Regions from separate parts of the Sus scrofa genome. Here region 1 is linked to region 2. Evidence: chromatin contacts called from public promoter capture Hi-C data. All regions are on one chromosome and are shown on one strand. The core of a region is the stretch at or near the end of the contact, and the rest is flanking DNA. Distances in the headings are between cores, read along the strand shown. Region 1 holds the start of MKI67 (proliferation marker protein Ki-67). Region 2 holds the start of PTPRE (receptor-type tyrosine-protein phosphatase epsilon).

Region 1 (7,250 bases), core at 1,830-4,329, 190 kb after region 2:
TTCTTCGTGTAAGAAGGGGACTCCACTGGCACCCACACCACGGGGCTCTTCAAACAATTAAATGAGCTACTCGCGTCTGTCATGTGCCTGGCACACCGTACATGGCCATAACTTGTGAGCTTTTTATTGTTTTAAAATGACTATTAACCAACCAAGTCACAGGGTTCCCATCATTACAAACACTCACCTACAAGCCACCACTACAAATGAGCCAGCTGCAGCTGGCTTTTTACACAAAGCTAATGTCAGCAGGGAGAACCAGAAGAGAGAATCCCTAAAGCTGCGCAGAAACTAATCAAAGGCATCCTGAGCAAGGCTCCTGCCACCACCCCGTGGTTTTATATGTTTGAACAGACTCTTTGCCTCCTCTCGGTTCCCCAGATGAGCCTCTGGACTCTGAGAATATCGCTTCCTATCCACGTCATATGGCCAAACACTTATGAATGGGTTTCTAGATGGCAAACCTTACATAAAAATAGACCTAATCACCACAGGGCAGTGACAGAATTACTGCCTTGTGATTCCACAATGTTCTTTATTTTTTTGCTTTTAAAGAGGGTGGAACCTATGGGAAGTAAACAGCTACTTTAAGCCAAAGAGAATTTGACTTTTAGGAATCCGAACATCTCAGAAAGCAAGAGGGAGGGAGAGAGACTCTCAGTAGAACTGAGAATTCGCTTGACAGGAGACAGTCAACAAGAATCACTATAGTTCAGAAGGTCTTGTCGGGGGGCAGGCGCCTTTGAGGCATATGGAGGTTCCCAGGCTAGGGGTCGAATTGGAGCTGTAGCCGCCGGCTTACACCACAGCCACAGCAACGTGGGATCTGAGCCGCATCTGCAGCCTACAGGACAGCGCACAGCAACGCCAGATCCCCGACCCACTGAGCAAGGCCAGGGATTGAACCTGCATCCTCATGGATACCAGTCGGATTTGTTTCCACTGCACTACAAAGGGCACTCCTACATCAGTAGTTCTTAACTTCGGCGCTGTTGGCATCCCGGGGCCAGACGATTCTTTGGAGCAGGAGCTGTCCTGTACACCCTATACACCGCAGGATGCCTGACAGCACCTCTGACCTCTGCTCCGAGGCCAATGGTGTGTGTCTCCCACGATGCGACATGAAAAAATGCCTCCAGGCTTTGCCAAACACCTCCTGGGGGGCAACCCGGCTCTCAGTGCATAACCACCACTAGGTATGGACTCCAAATCCAATTCTCTGGCTGATGTTTGGATTGAACTACGGCCGGGTGCTAAACATCGATCACCTCTTAGAGGCCGGACCCCACACCAGGCACCAAGCACTTATTTCTTAACCAGACAGTCCCTGCCCTGGGGAGCTTAGCAGTGACACAGACAAGCCCAAGGCTCCTCCCACATGTGGGGATAGGAAGACAAGGGCAGCGCTCACTCAAGGCTTCTTCTCGGGGAGCACTGATCCCCTGTGTGAAAGCTGGAAAGGAATTGCTCAGGCAGGAGGGTCGGAAGGACATTCCAGTGAGAGAGGTTCAAACGGCCTAAAAGCACCAAGCTGAGCCGGAGCTTGGACTGTTGGGAGTGAGGGAGATCACAGCAGAGGTGGGGGCAGGAGGACAGGGTGTGGGTAGAAGGGGGCCCAGGTTGCACAGGGAGAGCGACCTATCATTTGCCTAAAAGATCACAAGTTGGAAATGAGGGGGGGGGGTGCGATTACTAACCATGCCTGTTACCCTGGGACCAGAGTCACTGCCACCACCAACACGGGAAAGAGAAGATCTCAAAACACAAGCAGAAGAATTTCCCTCCCAGGGTCATTGAACCAAAAAACAAACAAACAAACAAACAAAAAACCCAACCAGCCACGCAGACTCCTTTCTTCATTTCATTCTTTTGCTCCATAAGAACCCCCAGTAGCCAAGGAATATCAGGTTTGGAAACATTTCAAATGAACACAGTGACCTTCGATAGACTGCCTGAAATGCAGCAGGATTCACACTTTTCTCCATTTATAGCTTTTTAGCAAATCAATTTTAAAATGTTTGTTTGATTAAAAAAAAAACAACAACTGTATAAACATCGTCTTTAAAATTCTCTTCCACGATAAACAACCGGTCACACTGGCAATACCCAGGAAGTCCTGAGCGAGCTTGAGTGCTGACACTAGGCATAGAGCCCTGGTATCTAGTCTGTTAATCTGTGATTAGTAATATTAATAAATTAATAATTAATAAATAAAAAAACCCCTAAAGTGTCTAAGTTGTCCGCATGTACACAGGGCTCACCTTCCAAACAAGCAGCTGCTGAGGCTCAAAGGAAAGTGGGGCCCGTCGACCCCACTCCTTTTGATGGTAACAAGGCGTCTGGTAGGACCCATTTTCTAAACAAGAATTGGAGTATAATCCGTAGAGGAAGGCCAGGCATCGGAAGGTTTGCTGAAGCAGACTTACAAGCCACACTTTGACTGCACTTGGACACGCCACTGAGCAAAAATAAAACACAACGGAGGCAGGGGGGGTTGTTACTCCAAAGCCAGGAGCTAAGAGGTCACTTGTAAAAAGTCACCAACTGGAGTCGCTTGTACTATTCACCGATGCCCCTGCAGTCCTGACCCACAAGGTACAGGACCCCTGCGGAAGTCCCAGCCAGGCCCTGGCTCCCCCACCCCGCACCCAGTGCCCCCCAAAGACCTGCGGCCGGCAGGTCGCCCACCAGGGTCACACCTCCTGGGAGGTCCCACCGAGATCCTTCACCAGCGCCCCGGACCGAGCCGGGCGCAGGCCACGCTCCCGGCGCCGGTCCCCGCAGATCCCCGAAGCGCGGCGGCTACGACTCACCCACGACGAGTCTCCTGCACCGACAGCAGTGGGTCCACCGCCCGTCCGCGCGCCGCCCGAGTCCGCACGGGGAGGAGCCGGCGACGCGTCCCCTCGCGTCTACCGCCCGCCCGGGCCGCAGGGACCTGGCCTCCGTCCGCGGGCCCGCGCCCACCTCCGCCGCGGCCGCAGTGCCCGCTCCCCCGCCCTCGCCCTCGCCGGTGGCCCGCTGGCCCTGCCCAGCTACCTCCCGGAGGTGCCCGGCGTTAGCGGCTTGAGCGCGGAAAGCCGCCGCCGCGCCTTCCCGATTCAAATGAAAACCTCGATTCAAATTTGGCGCTAAGCGCTGCGATTGGACGCAGTGGCAGGAGACAGACCAATGGGAAGGGGCGGGGCGGGGCCAGAGGGGCGGGCTCCGCGGGGCCGAGAGGGAGGGGCGGGGCTGGGGTTCATCCGCCGAAGACGCCCGCGAAAGGGTCCTCAACCCCCACCGCAAGCGAAGGGCGGGAATGCAAACCGGTCCCACCGCTGCAAAACCCTTCTGGCCTCGTTTCCCTTAAGGACCAAATACAGTCGTACAGTTAACAGTGGTACGCAGTGTACCACTCGGTGGTGGAAGGCTTTAACATTTTTAAAGTTCGTTTGTCTCCTTAAGATAACCAGTTGTTTATAAGCGATTTCTTGTGTCTTTTCCCAGTTTCACATAAACTGTTCTCTTTTAAAAACGCACTAAGAAGATCACGGTTCTCTTTTAAAAACGCACTAATATACACGGTGTTCCATCCTTTCTGTTCTCTCTTGACTAAACCCCAAGGATATTCATATAGAGTATGTCTTCCTCTTTTACTTTCTCTTCGATAACTGCAAAGCATTCAGCTTTAGAAACCATTATTTACTTAATCATTGCCGTCGCCATACATACAGGTTTACAAAGATTTCCTATTAGAAAAAAATCTCCAATTAATAAACCTTATGCATCACGAAGTGGATGAATTGTAAAATAATTAACCCACCGTATTCCTCCACGCGCCTGATGGGACAGGGTTGGGGGGGTGAGGGGAAGGAGGGAGCCTTTGCGGGCCATCAGGATGTGAACTGGGAATGCAGACCCGCCCGCGGGTTCCCTACCTCCAGCTTGCCTCACGCCCTTTGGAGCTTGGCTTTCCTTGATGGGGAGCTGCTGTTCTCACAGCACGGGCTGGGGACCCCAGGGTCTCTTTGATCCTTGCAGGAGGTCCAGGAGGTCCAAACCACCTTTGTAACAACAGAAGCTCCTTGCCTTTTTCACCCTCATTTCTCATGCCTGTAGGGTAGGGTTTCCCCAGGGCAGAAGCAGAAGCAGAGGTGAGAACCAATCTTTTACCAAATCAGATACAATCAGAGAGATTTGCAGAAATATAAAATAATGCTGCTCTTTTCACTAACTTGTTTTGGGTAATACAGGAATTTTTCATAAAAAGATATTTTACCTGGAGTATGAAATGGCTTCATTGCTTCAAAATGAATTGGTGAATTGAAATTTTTAAGATCATTCAGTTAATAACCTATATAAAACAAAAAACTCTTAGTAGTCCTCAATGATTTTCATGAGCGAAAAGGGACCCTGCGACCAAAAAGTTGGAGCCTTTCTGCTCCTGAGGGAAAATTCGGAGAGAGATTGCCTATGGGGGTGCGGAAAGGTGCCTAGAAAAACAATGTCAATACGTGGGACTTCCCACTCCTGTCCACTGTGACAGGCGAATGTGGGTCGAGGAGATGCTAGATACTGCTACCCTTTTGGGGGATCAGTTTCATTTCTTTCTCCTTTACGCCATCAAAGAAAGCTCACCCCCATCAACACAGTAAAATGCTACTTTGTCACTGGAACTACTGCCTGTTATCAGGACTGTTCTGTGACCCTGTAGGGCAGCCTAATTAGAACTAGGAGGTATTTGATTTCCTGTGGAACAATCTTGCAAACCCCGGCCACACAGAGGTTCAGTTCTCCAGAGAGCAGGGAGGGAGTTACAGGAAAGCTTCTCTGACGGTCAGAGGGGAAGCTCCGATGTGCGGTGGGCCCTCTCCAAGCGGTTGGATAACAGGCTTGAGCAGTGGTGTTTGCTGGGGAATCGGAAGCTTGGCCCCCGGCCTAAGATTCCGTTAAAGCACAGGTCTCGCTCCCAGGAGGAGAATCTGTTTTGCAGGCCTGGCATTTGAGCTCCACCACCACCACCACCACCACCGCTCACGCCCCAGAAGAGGGGTGGGGGCAGCGAACCCCCTTCCTGCAAGATCTCTCTTGAACGGGACCTGGTATAGGGACCCCGCAGTTAAAGTACCTCTGACGCCTCCCGCATGGACCGGGAAAGGCTTTCTAGGGGAGTCTGCGGACCTAGGAGGTTTTCTGAGAATCCATTTCTAAATTCTCACAGTCCACGGCATTCAGGCCTGATGTCAATCAGCCCCAGCCCGGGACAGTGTCCCTAGGAGTCCCGCCCCTGGACCCCTGTCTCCCTGGTCCCTCCTCCTCCCGCTCTCACCTGCCAGAAAGTCACGACATGGCATTGCCTTAGGCAATAAAGGGACATTCCAGCAATTTCCTTAAATCCCACGCCCATCTGCCCGATTGGAGCGTGTATTTATTTTCTGTAAGTTGAGTATATATTTAGTATCTATCACATTGGAGACCTTTGTGTTGTTTGGTCATCTCTGTTCCGGGTAAGTAGTACGCTTTGTCGTCCCTGACACCCGGTCCTGCGCGGGGCGGGGGTGGGGGGGAGGCGCGAGGAAGGAGGGCCGGATCGGGACCTCCAGGTCTTCTTCCTGGTCCTCTGCGCCCCACCCTACAAGTTCCATCAGTCCCGGCAGGTCCCATCCTGGCGTCCCTGAAACCGCACCGGGCAGGTGCTCCGTCGGAATCTGCAGGAAGTCTCGGGTCCCAGCCCAGTGCCCCGGCCCGGGACCCTTGGGCTGGCTGCAGGTAGGGGTCGCGGAGCGCATTAGGGAGGCCCAGACTCCCAACTTCACTCCCCAACCTGTCTCTTAATTACCCGGTTCTTCCAGCCAGCCTGCCAGTCAAGGGAGGCAACTGCCTTAAAGTGTGCATTGGGGGTGTGGGCAGGAAAGGCAGCTCAGGGGTCCTTCTAAAGGGATCTGACTTGCTCTCCTTCCCATTTGCCAGCCGCCCCGATGAGACCCTGGAGACCTTTCAATGTCCAGTTACTGTCAACGCCACCACTCACCTCCAGGTTCTGACCTGGCCCAGGCACCTGCCAGGCTCCAACCTCCAGCCCCAAAGCTGAACTGGCTTCCAAGGGACCCAAACCCCAGATCACCTGGACTCCCTGGGCCGAATCCCAGTCTCTTCTCACTCCAGTTGGTAGCTGCTCTCCTCCAGCATTCCCCTTCGCCAGCGTCCCACAGCTGGGCTGACCAGGTGGCCCGTGGGACTGCCCATCCCTGACTTTCCAGCCTCCCACTCAGTTCCCTGGGTCTTCCTTCCTGCCTTGCCTGGGAGGCCAGCTCCATCTAAGTCCAGACACACATGGGATGCCTCCATCCCTCCCCCTTCAAATTTCTCCCCAGCCCTTTAGCCCCAGCTCTGCTATTACCTGGCTGAGCTCTGGATCCCAACTCAAGACCCTCTGCACAAGATCTAATCAGTGAGCTGCTACAAACAGACCCCCGATCCTGTGACCTCCTGGCTCATACCCCTCAGAGGCTGCTAATTGCCTTCAGAATTGAAACAAACTCCTGCCAGGAACTTTGAGGCCACAGTGACCTTGGTCAATTTGATCCCAAATCCACGTCCACGCTCAAGCCTCCTGAGTTTGTCCTTCCGCAAAGGTGCCAGGTCCTCCTAGCCTCCAGGCTGCTGATTCTCCCCCTCCCTCAGATAGAACTCGTGCCTGGGCAGATAAACTGGAGGTGGGCTTTGCAGCCTGCATGGACCACAACTAGGACAGACAATTTAAGAGTGCACCTGGAAAGGAGTCACTCTGGGTGTCCCCTAAGCAGGAAGTACCTGCTCAGCCAATCCCATGTGCCCCACGCCTGCCTGTGATTTGATCCATAAACTAGATTTGGGGGACTTATAAGCTAAGAGAACATAATCTGATTCTTAATGACTCTGGCAGGTGAGTTGAAATCATGATTTTTTGTTTGTTTGTTTTTTAGCTCTGTCAGTTTTTGCTTCCTATACTTTTAGGCCATTTTATGGGTTTAAATCAAGAATTATCAGCGTTCGCATCATGGCTCAGTGGTTAAAGAACCCGACTAGCATCCATGAGAATGCGGGTTCAATCCCTGGCCTTGCTCAGTGGGTTAAGGATCACAGCATGGCCGTGAGCTGTGGTGTAGGTCAAAGATGTGGCTTGGATCCTGTGTTGCTGTGGCTGTGGTGTAGGCTGGCGGATATAGCTCTGATTAGACCCCTAGCCTGGGAACCTCCATGTGCCTCGGGTGTGGCCCTAAAAAAGA
Region 2 (7,377 bases), core at 3,929-6,428:
TAGCCAAGACATGGGAACAACCCAAATGTCCATCGACAGATGATTGGATTCGGGAGATGTGGTATATATACACAATGGAATACTACTCGGCCATAAAAAAGAATTACATAATGCCATTTGCAGCAACATGGATGGAGCTAGAGAATCTCATCCTGAGTGAAATGAGCCAGAAAGACAAAGACAAATACCATATGATATCACTTATAACTGGAATCTAATATCCAGCACAAATGAACACCTCCTTAGAAAAGAAAACCATGGACTTGGAGAAGAGACTTGTGGCTGCCTGATGGGAGGGGGAGGGAGTGGGAGGGATCGGGAGCTTGGGCTTATCAGACACAACTTAGAATAGATTTACAAGGAGGTCCTGCTGAATAGCATTGAGAACTTTGTCTAGATACTCATGTTGCAACAGAAGAAAGGGTGGGGGAAAAATGTAATTGTAATGTATACATGTAAGGATAACCTGACCCCCTTGCTGTACAGTGGGAAAATAAAAAAATAAAATAAAATAAAAAATAAATTAGAAAGAAAAAAAAGAACTTAGAAGAAAAGCTCAGCAGGTTTAACTATGTAGCAATAAAAACCAGGTAAACTGAAATACAGAAAAGAAAAGCAGCTTTAAAGTTTAAAGTGCTTCAGTGGCTTATGGGACCATATTAGGAGCTATCATGTACATGCAAATGAAATCCCAGAAATGAGAGCAAGCAGAAAATACTCTTGAAGAAACAATGGCTGAAAATTGTCCAAATTTGATGAAAAGTATGAATTGATACTGTAAGCTCTATGATGTACACATAAACTGAAAAGCACAACTAATGCCAAGTGTGATAGAGACAAAAACTGCACTAGGACATATTTTAATCAAATTTCCAAAAAAAAAAAAATGATAGAGAAAAAGTCTTTAAAGCAATGAGAGATAAAAGATATATTACCTAAAATACGGACACAGGTAATATAGCATGAAACTCCCAGAGGTGTTGCTGTGCGAAAGAAGCTGGAAAGAAAAGATACTCAGTGTATCTAACGATCTCGATCAGGTGAGGGTATCCACAGTCCCAGACAACCGAACATGAGCTTCTCAGAAGGAGAGTGGGGGATCTTCCGGAAAAGGAGGGAGAGAATTTTCTCGGGTGGTGCAAGTGCTCAATGTCTCGAGAGATGCATCTGTCTTTCTTCATTAAACTGTACACTTAGAATCTCTGTGATACATGACCTAGAATTCACCAATGAGCAGCAGTCCAGGGGACAAAACGGTTTAAGGACTCCGAGGACCTGAAGGACAGAACAACTACCTGTTTTTCTGGGATAACAGAGGAATCTTCCAGCAAGGGGGGGTCTGTCTTCACGATTTCACTCACGAGTAATTGTTAATACTTGGGCATAACTTGGGGAAAGAGGCAGGAGAAGGATAGATGGCTAATGTAAAAATGGAACATTCTAGATCCATTAGAGTTACTCATTCGGGCACAGTCTGGAGAGTGGAATAGCTATGCTGAGTTTTCTCTACGTGGGGACAGTTCCAGAAATCAATCCTGCCCTGCTTTAACAAGACATTTTTTTTTTTTTTTTTTTTTGGTCTTTTTAGGGCCATGCCCATGGCATATGGAAGCTCCCAGGCTAGGGGTTGAATCAGAGCTGCAGCTGCCAGCCTACACCACAGCCACAGCAATGCCAGATCCAAACCGCGTCTGTGACCTACACCACAGGTCACGGCAACACCGGATCCTTAACCCACTGAGCAAGGCCAGAGATCAAAGCCGCATCCTCATGGTTCCCAGTCTGGTTTGTTACTGCAGAGGCACGACGGGAACTCCAAGACCTTCTGACTTTATCTCTTAAAGCTGAGTTCGTTTACATTAATATTTCTGGACAGCATATAAAAGCAAACTCTGATTAGCTCTTTGCATACCAATTTTGCCTCTTTTGCTTATTCTTCTAGAGACCATTTCTGGCCTCAGCAATTTAACATTAATTGGCATCTGTTGAGTCCTTAAAGCATGACAAGCATTATCTGGGTTACCGCACAGAAATCCAAAGGCCTGGTCCTCCACTAAAAAGGAAGATAAGACACATAACCACGCTGAACATCACCGGTTTCAGGAAAACGGCCTCCAGTTGTGTTTTAAAGGAAAGAAGCTGCACGGCTTGGCAAAGAGGAAGAGGTCGGAGACAGGTGAGAGGACGGCATAGGCGAGGCTGAAGGTGGATGAAACAGGAAGTGCGTCGGGGGCTAAAGAGGAAGCTGTGGAGGTGAGAAGGGCTGAGCCCCTGGGTCATAAAAGATGAGGGTTCCGGATGGCAAGAGGCTGCGAGCCGGATTCCCATCCCTAGAGCCTCGTGTGGGAACAGGGGAATTGACTCTGATGGCAGGAGGGGCCTTGAGCCTGAGGGACGAGGAAGGAAGATGGATAAGGAGGCTGGAGGGGCTTCTGAATGGGAATCAACACAGCCTTGGCACCGATGCCCCTGCTACCTCGCTTTTGGGGGGCAGCGATGAATGTCTTTAGACTTAGAGGTTGAGAGATACTGTGTAACGCCAGAGAGGATCGCCAGGGTCCCACAGAGAGAATATTAGCGGGAGAGAAAGTGCCATCTGCCCTCACCATGCTCCCTGGGCTGCTGACTTTCCAACAGCAGATGTCTGACAAAGGCAACTTGTTTCTCTCTTCTTGCAGCACAGTCTCTGCCTCACAGCCCTGCAGCGTTAACAAGCCAAACTGTGCTCATCCGAGTTTGAAATGATCACCTCCTGTACAGAAGCCTGGCTCTCTGGGCGCCGCAGCAGGGAAACTGACGGGTGGGCGGAGTCATCAGTCTACCTGACCCCACCCAACCTGGGCAGTTCCTGCCTGGCATGCTCAGCTCTGGAGAGAGCCGCCTGCCCTGCTGGGCTCCACGGTGACCAGGCTGCCTGGGGGCTGCGGCTGGGGCCCCTCCTCCTCTGATGTGTCAGCCCACAGGCTTTTATTGAACACCTCCTGGCTATCATGTGGCGTCAGGAGGGAAGATGGAGACAGGTGCAGCGTGGACTGTCGCGGAGCTCACAGTTCTGCGGGAGGGGGAAGAGGGGGTGACTAACAGCAAACCAGTGAACACACCTTGTGAAAGAGTAGCAGAGGGGAGGGGTGCCAGGCCACCTTCCAGAGGCAGTCAGTAAGAAGGTGCAGGCCAGGAAGTGCCTGCTATGGCTCAGCAGATTACAAACCCAACCAGGATCCATGAGGACATGGGTTCAATCCCTGGTCCCACTCAGGAGGTTAAGGATCCAGTGTTGCCATGAGCTGTGGTGTAGGTCTCAGATCTGGTGTCACTGTGGCTGTGGTGCTGTGGTTTAGACCAGCAGCTCCAGCTCTGATTTGACCCCGAGCCTGGAAACTTCCATATGCCACAGGTACAGCCCTAAAAAGCAAAAAGAATGGCCAGCTCAGGTACCTTAGGCAGAGTCCCAGATGGAGATGAGCTGGGCTCTGACACTGAGAAGAGGAGCTGAGGGCTGGAGCCCCGGGAAGAGGGGCTCAGAGCTCAGGAGGGGCTGAGACATCAGGCAGGGCCTGCCAGGAGTTTGGGTTTTATTCTGAAAGGAGGCTTTTAAGCAAGGGGCTGACAGGACAAGGTTTCCTCTGTAAGGGTCCCCCTGGACGGTGTGCCTAGAAAAGAATGCATCTTGGGCTACCCTTGTGGTTCAGTGGGTTAAGGATCCAGGGTTGTCACTGCAGTGGTTGGGGTTGCTGCTGTGGGTTCGATCCCTGGCCTGGGAACTTTTGCATGTCACGGGTGCAGCCAGAAAAGAAAAAACAAAAAAATATGAGTCTGAGGTTGAGGGACCACTGCAGTCATCGGCGAGAGGAAGGCGGTGGAGTGGAGCAGCAGGCACACCGTGGGAGCTAGACAGGAAGTGCACGAGGTGGGGGAGGCGCAGACGGGGACATATGCCAAGAATCAGAGTCAGAGCAAGAGCCGGGTCTGCCCTGGGAGACAGCCGGGGGTGGGGGCGGCAGAGCTTGGAGGAGAGGGCCAGGAGAGCCCTGCTTTTTGCACCTCCCTGCATATGGGTGGTATTTAAAGCCCTGGCGCTGGACAAGACATGTGCAGCGGGGGGACAGCATGTGCAGGGCAAGGCAAGAAAGCTGAGTTCAAGTCCTCCACTCCCACTCCTTTGTGTGTCCTGTGGAAGGGCGGTCTTAGCCTTTGGGGGTCTACAGCTCTGTCCCGAACACATGCAAGTGTCCTTGGAAAGTGTCCCAGGAGGTGTCTGCTGGCTACTGATGTGAGGCAGGTGACACACCCTAAATGCCACCTTCTCACCATTGGTTCCTTCACTCAGGAGCCCTCAGGAGTGAGGTTCCTGCAACAGGGGTGAGGGGGGGGGGGAGAGGGGCTTGGTCCAAGCTGGAGGGCACAGCACCAGGGCTAGGACCCACGAGGAGACAACATGTACCCTTTCTGCCCTTCCCCTGGAATGTCCTTTACTCCAAGCCCCCCTAAATAGCTGGCAGGAGGTCCCCTGGAAAGCCGACCCCGAGAAGAGCTGGTCCAGACCCCTCCCAGCCGACCCTCTCTCTTCCTCCCTCGTGGGCGCCTGCGCCCCTGAGTTTAGCTTGGATGGATACCGCCTTCATGGTAATCAGACCCTTTTCAACATCCACCAAGTGGGCGCCTTTCTTCACCCTTTACAGAGGAAGACACCAGCTCCAGCTCGGGACACGTCCCGGCTCTCGCTACATCTTCGAACCAGAAGCAGCACAGGGTGCCCTCCGGACCGACTGCACGACCCAGAGCCGGTGCCCGGCCCGGCCACTTCCTGGTGTCCGGGGCCAAGGCTGGGGAGGAAGGGCCTTTCCTGCTCATAAGCGCGGCTGTCCCGCCTTAGCGCCCGACAGGACGCCTGGGCCCGGGCAGTGGGGGCCCAGCCGGGGGCCCCGGGGGAGGGGGTCCCGGGAGAGGGGGCCCCCCGCCCCCCCGCCTGGGGGCAGGCTGTCCTGGCCGGCGGGTCCTCCGTGGGCCTCCCGCCCTCGGGGCGGGGCGGGGCGGGGCCGCGGGCCCAGGTGGGGCGGGCGCCGGGTGCGCTCCCCGCGCCGGACACCAGGCGTCGCCCCCGCTCCTCGCTGCGCGGGGCCCCCGCCCCCGCCGCGGAGCCCGAGCCGAGCGGCGCGGAGGAGGCGGCGGGACCTGCCGGACAAATTTCCTGCTGCTCGGCGACGGGCGGCGGCGCAGGCGGCGCCCGGACCCCGCGGCCTCCGCGCGTCCCCACGAGCCTCCCGCGCGCCCGGCGGGGACGGCGGGGCGCCCCGGAGGGCGGCGGGCGGGCACCCGGGAGATGCGGAGCCGCCGCGGCGGCGGCGGCGGCGGGATCGGCGCGACCGGACCGGCCCCCCCGAGGTGAGCGCGTGCGGGGTGCGGGCCGGGGACCGTGTGTCCCGGGCGGCCGGAGCAGGCCGGGGACACCGCCTCGGCCGCGCCGTGGGCGGGAGGGGCCGCGCCGGGGTGCCAGGCTCCGAGCTGGGTCCCTGCCGGCCCGCGGTGCGCCGGGTGCCAGCGTCTGGGGACCGCAGGACCCCGGCCATCGGGCCCCCGGGCGCCCCCAGCCCAACTTGGCGACCAGGTCGGCGGCTCTCGCGCTCCTTCTCGGTCAACTGACTGGCAGAGCGTGTGTGTCTGCGGGTGGCCACAGCGCTAGGGGGACGGCGACAGGGAGGACGCGTGGAAGCAGGGAGACCCACCGAGAGGGGGTGCCAGCGGGTGTGCTGGGGGCTGCCGCACGCAGGGGTCCAGAAAGGAGCCTTTTGAGAAAGTGAGTCAGAGTCGCACCAACTGTTGTCGTGGGCTGCTGTCCAGGGCCCCTTGCCCTCCCGGGGAGGGGAGCTGAGTAGGATGCCAGGGCTGGGGGGGCGGTTAAAGACCCCAGGAAGTGGGCCGGCCCCCGGTGGCCAGGCCGGACCGCGGTATCCGTGGGGTGACCTGTCGGAACTCCTGGGCCGGGGAGCAGTGACACGCCAAGCCTGCCGGCTCCGTAGGACCATCTGGGAAAGGCCAGACAACCCCTGGGATGGAGAGGCAGAGCCAAGCCTTGAGTGACCGCACCGGACTTGACCTAAATTCCTTCCTGCCAGTGGCAAACCTTTCTAGAAAGGTTAAACAGTTTTACTTGCAGAATGACGATGCTGATCTGTCGGGGATAAGGACCCCTCTGTCAGAATTTCAGCCCAGGAAACTCCGGAGGAATAGGGCTGTATGTGCGCCTGTGGAGTGAAGGGTGGATGCCCTGGATGAAAACCAGCAAAGGGTGGTCACGTGTTTTAGGTGTCCCTGTGCGTGTCCAGTCAGCTCCTGACCCCAGGTGCCCCTTGACCCAGGGTGCCTGGAGGTCTTTGTGTCTCAAAGGTCAGTGAAATTCTGCCTCTGCAAAATAAAGATCCATTTAAACTGTGCCCGGGGCGGGTGGGGGGTTGATGAAGGGGAGGGCTGGGCCTTTTCAAAACCAGAGCTCTAAGCCGAAGGAAGACAGGGAGGGGTGGGCGCAGGTGGCTCAGACCGCCATGGTCACTCTGCCTTCACCGTATGGCACAGAGCTCTGAGTGTGAATAGGGTTGGGGTCCAGCTTTCTGAGCACAGGCTCTAGGCCTTGGGGAACAAAAGGTGAGGCGGTGACATGGGGCAGGCCCTGTAGCAGCACCCAGCCCTTCCAAGAGGGGGCACTGCCTCGGACTGTGACCTCAGGGGATGAGGTCTTTCTTCCTTGTTGGTGTTAGTGCTGCCTGGGAACCAGTAACTGCCCTCCCCACCCCCCGAACTTTCCATGTGTCCAAAGGAGCTAAGAGCTAGATTTGTCCCTGTGGAAGGCCAGGTCATTGGATGAATCCAGATGGCTGGAGATTTAAAACTGTACCCCCTCGGAGTTCCCGTCGTGGCTCAGTGGTTAACGAATCCGACTAGGAACCATGAGGTTTCGGGTTCGATCCCTGGCCTCCCTCAGTGGGTTAAGGATCCGGCGTTGCGGCGTTGCTGTGAGCTGTGGTGTAGGTTGCAGACGCGGCTCGGATCCCGTGTTGCCGTGGCTCTGGCGTAGGCCGGCGGCTACAGCTCCGATTAGAGCCCTAGCCTGAGAACCTCCACATGCTGCAGGAGCGGCCCAAGAAATGGCAAAAAGACAAAAAAATAAAATAAAAATAAAATAAAATGAAACTGTACCCCTTTGCGCGCCCAGCCAAATGAGTTGTGGGAAGTGGGCAAGGAAGTGACTGTCACTGTGATGCATCCAGGGCCCCTGGGGAGGCACACAGTTGAGTGTGAGGTGCCGCGGTCAGGTCCACAAGCCCTGCACACCGACCACTTCTCACCCCTGTGGAGGGATGCCTGGCCCCTGGATGTCCGGAG

The links. Promoter capture Hi-C pulls out the DNA fragments that hold promoters and counts their contacts.
Region 1: a contact with region 2 is called in a promoter capture Hi-C map of fetal liver, with 3 times the contacts expected there. The contact joins the promoter of MKI67 here to the promoter of PTPRE in region 2. A contact is called at or near these places in 1 of 5 promoter capture datasets (fetal liver) and 3 of 47 Hi-C or Micro-C datasets (mesenteric adipose tissue, retroperitoneal adipose tissue and subcutaneous adipose tissue).

What each region holds. Positions count from the first base shown.
Region 1 is chr14:137,293,233-137,300,482 of Sscrofa11.1, forward strand. MKI67 (proliferation marker protein Ki-67) reads right to left here and starts at 3,080. Exons shown (of 16, transcript XM_021073747.1): 1 at 2,814-3,080; 2 at 2,262-2,458. The coding sequence starts at 2,353.
Region 2 is chr14:137,096,271-137,103,647 of Sscrofa11.1, forward strand. It overlaps PTPRE (receptor-type tyrosine-protein phosphatase epsilon), which reads left to right and starts at 5,179. Exons shown (of 22, transcript XM_021073749.1): 1 at 5,179-5,382.